Linked DNA regions of Sus scrofa: regions 2 and 3 are each linked to region 1. Evidence: chromatin contacts called from public Hi-C data. All regions are on one chromosome and are shown on one strand. The core of a region is the stretch at or near the end of the contact, and the rest is flanking DNA. Distances in the headings are between cores, read along the strand shown. Region 1 overlaps EBF1 (transcription factor COE1). Region 2 overlaps CLINT1 (clathrin interactor 1). Region 3 overlaps LOC110257284 (a long non-coding RNA gene).

What was found. Hi-C and Micro-C count contacts between places; a contact is called where the count stands out from the background.
Region 2: a Hi-C map of subcutaneous adipose tissue shows a contact between it and region 1, with 2.7 times the contacts expected there. The contact joins two enhancer-like sites. A contact is called at or near these places in 6 of 47 Hi-C or Micro-C datasets (embryonic fibroblasts, fetal skeletal muscle, fibroblasts and 2 more) and 1 of 2 datasets of contacts at active chromatin or transcription factors (skeletal muscle).
Region 3: a Hi-C map of subcutaneous adipose tissue shows a contact between it and region 1, with 2.3 times the contacts expected there. The contact joins two enhancer-like sites. A contact is called at or near these places in 3 of 47 Hi-C or Micro-C datasets (fetal heart ventricle, retroperitoneal adipose tissue and subcutaneous adipose tissue) and 1 of 2 datasets of contacts at active chromatin or transcription factors (skeletal muscle).

What each region holds. Positions count from the first base shown.
Region 1 is chr16:64,751,313-64,755,295 of Sscrofa11.1, forward strand. It overlaps EBF1 (transcription factor COE1), which reads left to right. Exons shown (of 17, transcript XM_005672579.3): 17 at 1-1,876. The region is part of intron 4 of LOC106506547 (a long non-coding RNA gene); the gene reads right to left. Among named protein-coding and RNA genes, the nearest start is that of EBF1, 400 kb to the left of the region's middle. Within about 2 kb of position 2,104, at least 6 of the 83 cell types and tissues checked have an H3K27ac peak or open chromatin away from gene starts, as enhancers often do. A contact at or near this core is called in subcutaneous adipose tissue, where this site is marked.
Region 2 is chr16:65,523,088-65,527,070 of Sscrofa11.1, forward strand. The region is part of intron 1 of CLINT1 (clathrin interactor 1); the gene reads left to right. Among named protein-coding and RNA genes, the nearest start is that of CLINT1, 28 kb to the left of the region's middle. Within about 2 kb of position 1,939, at least 22 of the 83 cell types and tissues checked have an H3K27ac peak or open chromatin away from gene starts, as enhancers often do. A contact at or near this core is called in subcutaneous adipose tissue, where this site is marked.
Region 3 is chr16:65,332,528-65,336,510 of Sscrofa11.1, forward strand. The region is part of intron 3 of LOC110257284 (a long non-coding RNA gene); the gene reads right to left. Among named protein-coding and RNA genes, the nearest start is that of CLINT1, 160 kb to the right of the region's middle. Within about 2 kb of position 2,019, at least 12 of the 83 cell types and tissues checked have an H3K27ac peak or open chromatin away from gene starts, as enhancers often do. A contact at or near this core is called in subcutaneous adipose tissue, where this site is marked.

The sequences.
Region 1 (3,983 bases), core at 854-3,353:
TTTTCTTTGCTGTTGTGTTTTTGTATGTAGTTATAAATACTGTAGATTTTTTGTGATTTTTTGCCAAAGTTGTGGTTCTATTTATACATTTTAATGTCTTAAGACAGTTTTTCAATATCACACACAAAAAAGATTTTACTGCATATTTTGCAAAGAAAAAAAAGCTCACTACCTTTAGCTTGCACATACTTGCAAAGTTAATTAAAAGGCTTTTTGTTTTAAAGGGGATTTTGTAAGATATCCATATAAATAATGTATTTATCTTTGGAATTTGTACATTGCTTTCCCCTTCCTTCTTTTCCTCCGACTCCCAATTTATTTTATTGTGTATGTTTGCTATGTGAAAAGTGCGTATTGGTTTGGTCACCTATAGTTGTATTAGCTGTTTCAATGTGATTTTTAAACATTTCATTTATAGTTATTTTTAGTATTGTTTTAAACCATGCTTCATTTTTTAATTTTCATCCAAAAGCCATTGTCTATTTTTGTATTATTTGTAAGTTAAGAAGTTTTTTCCAATATATGGCAAAAAAATAGTAGCATATTATTCTTGTAGCATTTAGTTCCGTAGATTTAAAAAAAATGTATCCTTTGCTTTGGAAGCTTACAGAAAAAAAACAAAAAACAAACAAAAAAAAACAACCCTAATGCTGTTTTACTCTATTAATATGCATGGAACCTCTCCCTTTGGAGTGACGCATTTTGTGCATTAAATTCCGAGGAGAAACTTCATAGAAATCAGTGAACATACTTTCTTTCCTAAGTCTGCTTGTATATTTCCTCTGTCTTTCACATAAATATAAACCAGCAGATTGGATGCCTTAACAATGCAAATCATATTCATTTCACTTGTACATTGTAACTGTGCACCAGAACTGTCAGTCATCACTCACATTCTAAGAAAAAAGAAAAAAAAAAAAAAGAAAAAAAAAGAAATCGAAAAGCACAAAAGAACTGTTTTGTTACCTTAAGACAATGTAACTTTTCTAGTAGAGCAAGAAATTTACAACAATGCTGCAACTGTGCATGCCCCCCTATGGATTTTGCAATGGTTTTCACTAGACTGTCAGAGTGGATTTTTATGGGTTGGGGCGGGTGGGGGGAGGGGTTTGCGGGAGGGAAGGGAGGGGAGGAAAGCTGATTTTTCTTGGTGAGAAATAATAATAATGATGAATAATAATAAAACTGGAAAATGTAAGCAAGGTGGACGCATTGCTTCTCGGTACTCAGAAAGGTTGTCTGAATTCGTGTGGTAAGCGCTGGCCTGAAGATGTGTACAATTTAAAGCCATATTTTGTCTGGTGAGCCCCTTAACTGTTTGTGAAGGACCGGTCAGCCGGTGAGGTATCCGGCTCAGACCCTGACAACAGACGCCACCCATAGTCAGCCATGCGTAGTGGTTAGAACTTATCTTGAAAGTCCAAAGAGCCTTTAAAATGTGTATCATTTGTGTTTTGTTGCCTCTATTTATATTGATTAGATGAAAAGACGTTCTGACCCTCGGACCCTCTTTCTTCTACACAAAACTTTTACAAGTAAATATGTTCCCCTAAATACAGAATATGGCTTTAAGACGAAAATAGAGAATTCAACTAAGATTTTGGTTTTGGGGGAAAAATACAGCTTCTGGATGACTGGATTGCATAACATGCCCTGGCCTCACATTGTACAAGGATGCAGCTTAACAAAGTCATCTCTAAGTCTAACCTTTCACCTTCTTATCAAACTTTTGGAATAGACACACACTGTACAGTTCAATTGTTAGAGAACCTAACTACTGTAGAGATTGTTATAATTTTTTTTTTTTGCAAAAATTCAAGCTGTAAAAACTTTTCAACTTTCACAATATTTAATTAAAGTTACTTCCTGTCTGTGATGGCAGCTCCTAGTTGTGTATTCATTTCTCTATTTCGGATGAGCCCCTGTCCCACATAATGTAAAAAGTCTGTGTTTACAATTACTCAGACCACTGGTGACACCCAGAGAAAGGCAGGGAGAGTAATCCTGGGACACCCACTTTCCCTCTTAGTGGATCCTTGGGGATTTGCTCATCTGGGATGCAAATCGAACACACACAGCATTTTGCTGCCCTCTGCTGGCAGCAGGTAGGCACGCAGTGCCCATAATGGCCCAAGGAGAAGCCAAGAGCTCCAAAGGATCTCCCTAGGCAAGCAATTAGATCCTCCTGAAATGACCCAATTGTGAATCCAGGACCTGGCCACTCTGGAAAGCCATCCTCCGTGCTGCAAGTCTGAATCAAGCTCTTCGCATACAGCTGCTAATTAATCCCACTGAGCCTTCTGGTCAATTAATTACAGGCCCTGGCTCATTGATGAGGCGGCCTGTGTGAACACAGACCCTTCTATGATCTATAGTTTTAAATCACATGTGGATAAGACACTTTTCCTCTTGGATAAAACCAAATTTATCCAGAGTCAAACATTCCACAAACACCCAAGAGGTACATACTCCTGTACAATACTCCATGTTCAATGCTTTCCCTACTTTTGTAGTTACTGAACATGATAAGGTTAATGATGCTTGTAGCTTGGAACAATGCCTTGCAAATTCAGAAAAGAGGCCGTAGATCAACAGAAACTTGACAGCCAGAGCTGATAGGCTGTTCTACAACCATCATCGTGATCATTTGCGTTGGGCATTTTGCTCAGGTCTAGAGCCTAATCTGAGGTAATGAAAGATTGTGATAATACGTAGAGAAGCTACCATCCTTTTCTTATAAAGAAATCTATGTTGATTCATTCGGTCATTCAATATATATTTTTGGAATTCTGTATGAAATACAGAAGATTAAAAAAATGCACAAGAAGCCTCTGCCCTCAGGAAACTCTCAATCTCAGACAAGCTAAATCTATATTCAAAGTTAGTCTAGAATGTTTAGTATGAGACGGTCATGTCATAGTACTTCACAGAATCAAATAGTCAGCCACACCCCTGCTGGTTTCTACTTTCCTTAAGGCCTAGTTCCTGGAAACATTCATTCATTCACGTAAACCTTGAGGGTTTTACTGTGTATCCAGCACCAGGTGAGGCATAGTGGATTCTACAGCAAGCACAGCGACACTGGTCCTGCCCTTGTGAAACTTACAGATGAGTGATGCAAGCAGGCATTAAGTAACCACACAAGTACAAACCAACAAACCAATAACGGCAATGAAGAAAAAACCTAGGATGCTCTGAAAGTATATTACAGTGAGACCTGATTTAACCTGAAGGGTGGGGAAGGTGTCCAGACAAAGTGATGCCTAAGCTGAGATGTGAAGGATGAGGTGGGTGGGTACCTTAAGCAGAGGGAATGAGGGCGGGCGTGAAGATCTGAGCTTTGGCAGTGGATGTGGTGCATCAAGAACAGAAAGGCTGAGTGTGTAGGTGGGAAGGTGGCACGGTGGAGCTTGGGAATTTCTGTTCAGAACATGTCCTAAGGACCTACTAGGTGCTTGGCACTGTACTGAATGCTAGGATGCACTAGGCAAACCAGTCCTAGTTCCAGCCTGGAGTGTCTAATTGTGGCTCATACATGCACTGCTCTGTATTTGTCCCTGGGGACCCTGCTGGGAAACCATGACGTGGGTGAGCTGGGGTGAGGACAGACAAGGAGCACCTCGTTTGCTCCAGGCAGTTGTTCCCACATGGGAATGTGGCCCCAGTGATGCCCATCTTTCATTTTTCAAGAAGGCCAGATATATCATCAGATTTTTTTTTGGGGGGGGGGGAGAGTGTGAAATTCTCATTTTTTAAATGTTGTCATCTAATCTAAAAATAGTGCTTTCAAAACAACTGCATTGGGGAAAAAAAGTTCATGAGCCTCTAAGAAAGTCAGTTTGGGACTTCTGGCCAAAAGACAAGTTACCAAAGGAGATGTTTACCCAGCTTGATTTGAGGGTCCTGGTGCTATGTGCGAGCACAGAGGTTAAGGAAGGCTGCAAAGCAGGGCATGTCTGAGTGGTGTGAAGAGATGCTCTCCA
Region 2 (3,983 bases), core at 689-3,188, 770 kb after region 1:
TTATTTGCCTATAAATAGTTAAAATGTTGCTAATGATGATATAGTACTTTAGAATTCTTAATGGCATTTATTACTTTTCCCTTGGTTACAACATAATGTTCATGGGGAAGAATTTGCCAAATACAGGAAAAAGAAAATAGACAATAAAAGAGCCCATTATTTAAAACCATTACTCTGAATATTGTATTTGTCTCTGTCTCTTGCTGCCTCTGTTTTTCTGACTCTCTTGTGTCTTTAAGTGTGGATATTCACACAGCAAAACACAACTTTAACCTAAACACATAAGTTTAACCATCTAAAAATAGTGCTAAGTATTTTTTCCTGATCAAAGAATGAAGTCTTTATAATAACTTTAAACAAAAAGTAGAAACCATATGAAAAATACAGACCTATTTGACTTTTTTTTTAAGAAGTAAAATTTTAAGGCTAGGAAAAAGACTTCTTGCTAATAAATCTGTTTCATTTTTCATATTCTTTTATTCACAGTTAGGACTGGATTATGTGTATCCTTTGTCTTTTTCGGGGGGTATTTATTTTAGCAAAGCATATTCTTGAACTTCTAGCAAGAAAAAATAGCATAAGGACTAGTAAAGTTTTTTCTTATTCATTTTACTGATTATTCTTAATGCAGATTGGAAGCAGCATTGACCATCTTGTGAGTAAAAGCTTTATTTTAGCTCTTACTTTCAACCAAGTTTGCCTCTACAACATGGACCCAAACCATTATCAAATAAATTAACTTGATATTTTATCAGCAGTGAGCAGCAAAATAAGCAGAAAATGGGGAATAAAGTGGAAGACCAAAATGAACAGTAATTATTTACAAATTGAATAATCAATCCTTGACTTAACTGAATATCGGCTGTGTTCATATAGCCATAGAAGCATGTGTACAGGACTTGAGGATGGTAACTTGTAGTAGTTGGCATTAAAAATCCAGTGAGTGAGTAGTGCTGGCTTGTTCAGAGTTAAGTATTCTCTTTGGGGACTCTTAGTCCTGCCCTACTTACTATTGCTGGAGTGTTTTGAGGGCAAGTGTAAAAGTGTATGTATAAAAGCACTGTGGATTGATTGTAGTTGTGGATTTTATCCTTATAAAGGCAGTGGTTTAATATTGCTTTAAGGTGAAAACCTTCAGAACGTGAGCAGCTTCTTACATACTTTACTCCGGTCATTCCCTGGTAATTTCCTATAATTTTGTTGGTAGAACAGATCCTTGACATTTGTCTGAATTTTGTGTGTGTTTTAAAAAAACTGGTGAGAGATCCCCCTCTAGTGTCTGAATTATCCATTCTTAAAACAATCATAGGAAGTTTTAGGAATTAAACTAGATTTTTTTTCCTTTCACATCTGGACATAATTTTTTTCTTAACTTTCTTTTTTTGGGGAGAAGGAGGGAGTTATTTTCCTTTCTTTAAAAGGTCACTGGAATTATGGGTAGGGTGTGGATTGAGGGCAACAGAAAACATGGGAAAGGAAGGGTCAAAAATGCCATTTCTACCTTTTTAGAAATAGTTATTTTTAAATGATCTGGAATAAGGCCAAACTATACAGTGTTGTTTTGTTTTAGTTTACATTTGCTTCTGAATTAAGTGCAGCTTAAAAATACTTTGTTTTGGAATTCTTTATGCCATCAGACCTCATCTTAAGAACACTGCAGTTTCTGGAAAGCAACCATTTCATTTAAAATAGAGCCTGATACTCTTCATGGAAGTGTTCTAACTTTGTTACTTTTTGTTATTTTGTTGCCATATTTTACCATGGATATACTTTATATTATGATGGTGTGCTAATGGCAAGGTGTCATTTTACATAGTTCCCATTGTTTTTCAACGGAGGAAATAAGGAAATTCTTAAATTATTGGCTCTCTGCCACCTCACCCTCTTAAACACACAGCACTCAAACACACAGGCCTTCAGTTAAGAATCTTGTGAAGGGTTAGGGAAACAGGACCTTTCTCATTTGACCCATGGGCTTTTGTAGCTTGAACAAGGAAAGTAGTGTTCTAAACGCTACAGCATTTATGAAGGCTCTAGTAAAAATATTTCATGTACGTGGACTAGAGATTAACTCTTTTCATCTTGTTCTCCAACAAATTAAACAATGAAAACAGATTGCAAGTGCATTCTTGGCCATGCAATGCTTGGATGAATTTTAGTCCTAATTGCTATTGTTCATTCCCACAGCTGCATTTTGACACTTCTAACTGCCCAAGTCACGCATTCTTCAGCCAGTAGGATAAACAAAGCATTTTGAAATCCATTACTTTGTGGCATCTTAAGTTGCATGCACATAGGTCATTGGCTGCCTTTATTTTATTTTGGTTCCATTGTTGGCAAAATTAGAAAAAAAAATTATTTCTTTACATTTATACATAAAAAATTTTGTGATAGAATTATAACTGGGTTTTATATAAAAATCCATTAATAGTCTTAAATTTTGAAGGAGGCCATAGAAATAATTTGTATTTTTGTTATCAAACCAGTTAGGAGACAGCTTTTCTCTGAGATTTGAAAGAAAGTAATAGGATTTTGCTTTTCTATTTTAGTAGAACAGTGTTCTGAATGTAAATCTAGAAGCCACATTTATTCTGTGATTTAGCATGTCATTTATATGCATAATGGTTCCTTTAAAATTTGAATACTGTTTATTAATTGAAGTATTTGAAATAAATGTGAAAATTATATTTGAGAAATTTGAGTGCCAATTATAACCAAGCTTTCCTCATTTAAAAAATTGAACTTTGTGATGACTGAAAAACCGTACAATAAAAGTGAGGTATGTGTAACTTAAGTTACCAAATTTTTATTTTTTCACTTTTTCTAAAACTTAAAGTCAGTGATTTGAATTACCATATTCACAGGCATCTGATATAACAATTCCTCAGTAATCGGAGCTTTAGATGTTAAGTTAATACTACTACAGTTTTACATTTTCACAGTATTTATTCCTCAGAATGTCTTTGAATTCTTAAATCCATGTAAGCATGAGAATTTCATTTTTATTTTTATTTTTATTTATTTATTTATTTATTTTTTTGTCTTTTTGCTATTTCTTGGGCCGCTCCCGCGGCATATGGAGGTTCCCAGGCTAGGGGTTGAATCAGAGCTGTAGCCACCGGCCTACACCAGAGCCACAGCAACGCAGGATCCGAGCCACGTCTGCAACCTACACCACAGCTCATGGCAACGCCGGATCGTTAACCCACTGAGCAAGGGCAGGGACCGAACCCGCAACCTCAGGGTTCCTAGTCGGATTCGTTAACCACTGCGCCACGACGGGAACTCCAGAATTTCATTTTTAATAACCAGACATTTTGCCATCTCACGTCTTAAATGCAAGGTGTTCTTTTCAAAGTCAGCTCTTTCTTATAAAAATATTATTTAATATTTCTAGACTCTAATAGGTGATACCATCTCTAGTAATAATAGTTAACATTTATTGAGCACCTCCTATGTCCACTGTACCTTTGTGTACCATTTATTTGATAAGGTTACCCTTGAGGTAGTAGTATTCTTCCTTATTCCCATTTTATGTTTGAGGAAATTGAGATTGAGGGAATTAAAACAGTTTTGCCAAAGATCACGAAGTAATAGAAGTCACGTCTTTCTGATACCTAGAAGCCATGTTCTTGACCACTGCTGAAGTCTTAAATGGAAGGTCTGCTGGGCTGTTATGTAGCCATTAAAAGTGAGAGTTACAGTGACTCTATAGTGACATGAAAATTTGAATGATACCATAAGTGAAAAACAAGGATTGCAGTAAAATGTTCATAGTGGTTCTAAACATCTTTAGAATGTTATCTTTAATTTTTTTCATTGCTTTTTAAAAATATAGTATAAATAATGTTCAGTTTTTATATAATTTTGCACATTAATTTACAGAATTTCTATAAGCAAGAAGGCTAAGACTGCATGTAAACCAAGTCTGGTCAGCACACTGACAACTTAGGTTTATAATAGACTCTATCATGTTCAATTTC
Region 3 (3,983 bases), core at 769-3,268, 580 kb after region 1:
CAAGTTTAAGAAGCTCTCGTTTTAAGCACTGTCATTTCAGGAAAGTGGGATAAAACATGAATGTTCCCATGCTCTCCCATCAGTGTCTCAGCGCTGATAAACTAACAACTGGCCACACCTTTGGAAAGCATGGTCCTGGGGGAGCAGGGAAGGCTTGAATGCAGGAGGAGTGGTAGAGAGAATACGGTGAGACATAAGAAGGTACTGAGCAAGAAGAAGGTGTGCCCCAACGAACAGAGGAGGGCCTGGCAAAAGACCACCGAAGTACCTTCTAAAATAATGTCAGATGTCAACCTAACAGACTGGTCTACAGAGGACTCTGGCACCAGCCAGCACTGGAGCTGCATCCACTAGGACAACCCCCTCCCCCATGCAGTATGTTCCAACTGCCAGTATATACCAGCATCCCACAAGCCAGAAACACAGGATTCTTCAAAGGTTAGCTTTCCTCTGACCTCACCCAAAATACTATCCTGTCTATGCCATATCCTTTATCACTTAGCCATAAACTGTTTGAATTGCTCACTGTTGATCAACCTACATTCCTCTTGCCTATCCAAGAATTCTCTAAGAGCCATGTGGGTAAACCCTAGGAAAGCACCAGCCCATAATAACAATCCCTGTTATTTTCATCAACTACAAAGCACATTTAGGCATATTCTCTCATTCTACTCAACATCCATCCTATGAGGCAAATCAGACAGGAATTACTATAGACTTCTTCATGAAAAAGAAACTGAGTCCCAGAAAAGTTTGGTGAATGGATTTGAATCCATTAAGCAAACTGGCAAGTGTGTTAACAAACTCTCCACACTAACCTGGGAAATCTTTTAGATACTACATGATTTGCCTTAAAATTGTTCTTCAAAGGAATGGCATATACCCTATCCTCGCTACTTTGCCTTCACATTGCTCATGGGGGTTGCAACTTTGTAGTTATTTTGTGATTATGGCCTTGAAGGAAAGTAGGTGTTTAATAAATATTTGCTAATGAATGGATTCTACATCCTCCACTAGACTGCAAGTTTCACGAGAGCAATGACACATCTGTTTTGCTCATTATCATAGCAGCTCCCAAATAGTGCCAGCACACAAGAGGTCCTCATTAAATCTTTATTGATAAATGAATGAATCAGTCAATTAAGCCATGCTTATATTCTCTCCTATGAAAAGCATTCTTGATGCCCACAAATAGATTTCTTTTAAAAAAAAAATCTACTTCATGTCAAACCCCCAAACCAGGGCAGTGAACCCCAAACAGAATAAAATTACTTCCAGGAAAATGAACTGTTCCCCAGTTGCAAATTGGCTCTGGATGCTGCTGCTTTCCTCCCATTTACACTCTTTTCAGGCAGCTATTTCAGGTGATGGCATTATCATCGATGGAATTCAATAAAGCAACTGGCTTTCCCCCCCTCGACGTTTATTTTCTATAATCCGTCTTACAGCGGGAGACCATTATCCAGTCAAACAACGTTCAGTTTCAACAGCATTACCGCTTCAAGGAAACACGCAGAGGGTTTGCACAAACGGGTGTGTAGTAAATTTAGTCTTTTAATAGGTTCATTCTTTATTAGGTATTTATTTCGGGAGGCGAAGTCCTAATTAGATTAAGTGGAGAAGCTAAAAAGCTATGGAAACAACACAGAGATTCCAGAATTAGATGGATTCGGTTTAGGTTTCCAGTTTTCCTTTTCTTTTCTTTTCTTCAGATGGCCAGAGAAATCCACACTGCAATCTCCAGTCTCTCAGATAAGAGTCTGTGAAATGAAACTCTGCCAATGTTTTGTGTAAAGAAGTCACATTTGTCTTTCTCCTACGCGGAGTTATTGTGGGGCTGGAATCTAGGAAAAACCGGCTCCCGGAGCCAATGGTGAACCCAATTTACTGTGGCAGATGAATATAACAAAGGTGGTGGTCTAGATGTTTGGCCTCAAGGCACAATTCAATTTTCAGCTGTTTCAAAGCTATTATGTCAAAGGCTGTTTGCATAAACATAATGTTGCCGGGGCCAATCTTGGGTGGGCAGGACTGGAGACGTCTGCCCTCTACTGCCCAAAATGGAAATAGCAACTGGACATCTCTTCAGAATCGGGGCTACAAAAAAAATCAACAGTCCCCCCAAAAAACAGGCCATCTCCAGAACTTTCTGAAACCTCTTTTTCTCAAGTAAAGTTAGAAGTGATTGTTCAGTTTTGTTTTGAGGGAGAAAATGGAGCAGATTGAAGATGTGATGAGTTGATGGATGATGTGGGAACTGAGGAGAAAGCTATTTCCCTTCTCGGAATTCAAAAGAAAATTCCCTTCACTCTCCCATCCACCCACACATATATATTTATATCACCACATTGATATTTAATATGTTTTTTTAACATAGAAGAAACGGATAATGACTCACAGGAAGCAAATCAATATATATCAGAATGAGCTAAAAATATCACTATAAAATATATATACTTAATGTTTATGAGGGCAAGAGGGGGAGAGGTTACCTTCTCAGTTTCAACTAAAAGTCTAGCTCCTTCTTTAGATTTCTTCTTTGTTCCTTTGCTCTTTCTCTTTAATAAAAACTCTGCCAAGATGTATGCCAGGTACTTTAGACTCTCAGAGAACTGCTGTCAACACTTAAATGTTTTTCCTTTCAAATACAGGTAGTTATTAAGTGAAACAAAGAATGGTGCACTTTGGGGGGAAATATTTTAGGTAGGATGCTACAGTGGAGGGCTCTCAGACAAAAAAGAAGGTCATGCAAAATAGATAGAAGATGCATTCCAGGTGACACTGACCTAAACTCAAAGCTGCATAGTCAGTCTTGAACCAGACTTGAAACTGAAAACTGCCCATTAGATGATACTGGTTCCAAACAGCACAGAATTAAGCCTCGTTTGGGTTTCATAAACTAATGTCCCTGTATCCAAAGCTGCCCTTTAAATACTTTAATCTAAAATGTCCAAGTCTTTTAGTAGATGAAAACTGTTGCATTTGGAGTGGATGGGCAGTGGGATCCTTTGCAGAGCACAGGGAACTATATACCTAATCACTTGTGATGAAACATGATGGACAATAATGTGAGAAAAAGAATGTGTGTATATATATATGTACACATAACTGGGTCTCTGTGTGGTACAGCAGAAGTTGACAGAACACTGTAACTCAGTTATAATTTTAAAAAAAGTTTTTTAATCCTATCAAGTAGAGTTATTTTTTAAAAAAAGAATTATCTCCTTAGGTGAGTTTCCATAAACTCATCAGATAAAAGTTTTGATAATTCATAAAATTCTCATTTCAAATGCCAAATGTCAACTGGAAATTAACCACTGATTGCTAGGGAGCTTCTACATCATCTCTCAAAGAGTCCTATCTGCTATTCATACCCTTATATAATCCCATCTACTTAAGTATGTGGGTCCACCTAGGGCCCCTCTCTCTCTTTCTCTCTCTCTCTCTCTCTCTTTTTTTTTTGTTTTTGTTTTTGTTTTTTGCAAATGATCCTGCAGCATATGGCATATGGAAATTCCCAGGCTAGGAGCTGCACCTGAGGCCTATGCTGCAGCCATGGCAACACTAGGCAGCTTATGGCAATGCCAGAACCTTAACCCACTGAGCGAGGCCAGGGATCAAACCCACATCCTCACAGAGACATCAGGTCTTCAACCTGCTGAGCCACAAAAGGAGCTCCTAGTTATGCTCTTCTAATGAACAGAATTTGCAAAAGTGATAGAACTACACTTTCAACATGAGGTTACAAAGACACTTGAGTTGCACTTTTGCTCCCCAGTCTCTTTCTCATGTATTCTTCCTGTCTTCCTCACTAGTCTCCCTTTCTTCTTCTATCATGTTGTGAGCTGCCCCAGGGATAAGCCTACATAGCAAGGAGCTGAGGTCGATAGCCAGTGAGGAAATGACAACACCGGCTGAAAGACCTGTGTGGACCTGAATCCTGCCAACACCCATGAGTGAGTTCAGAAGCAGACCCCCCCACC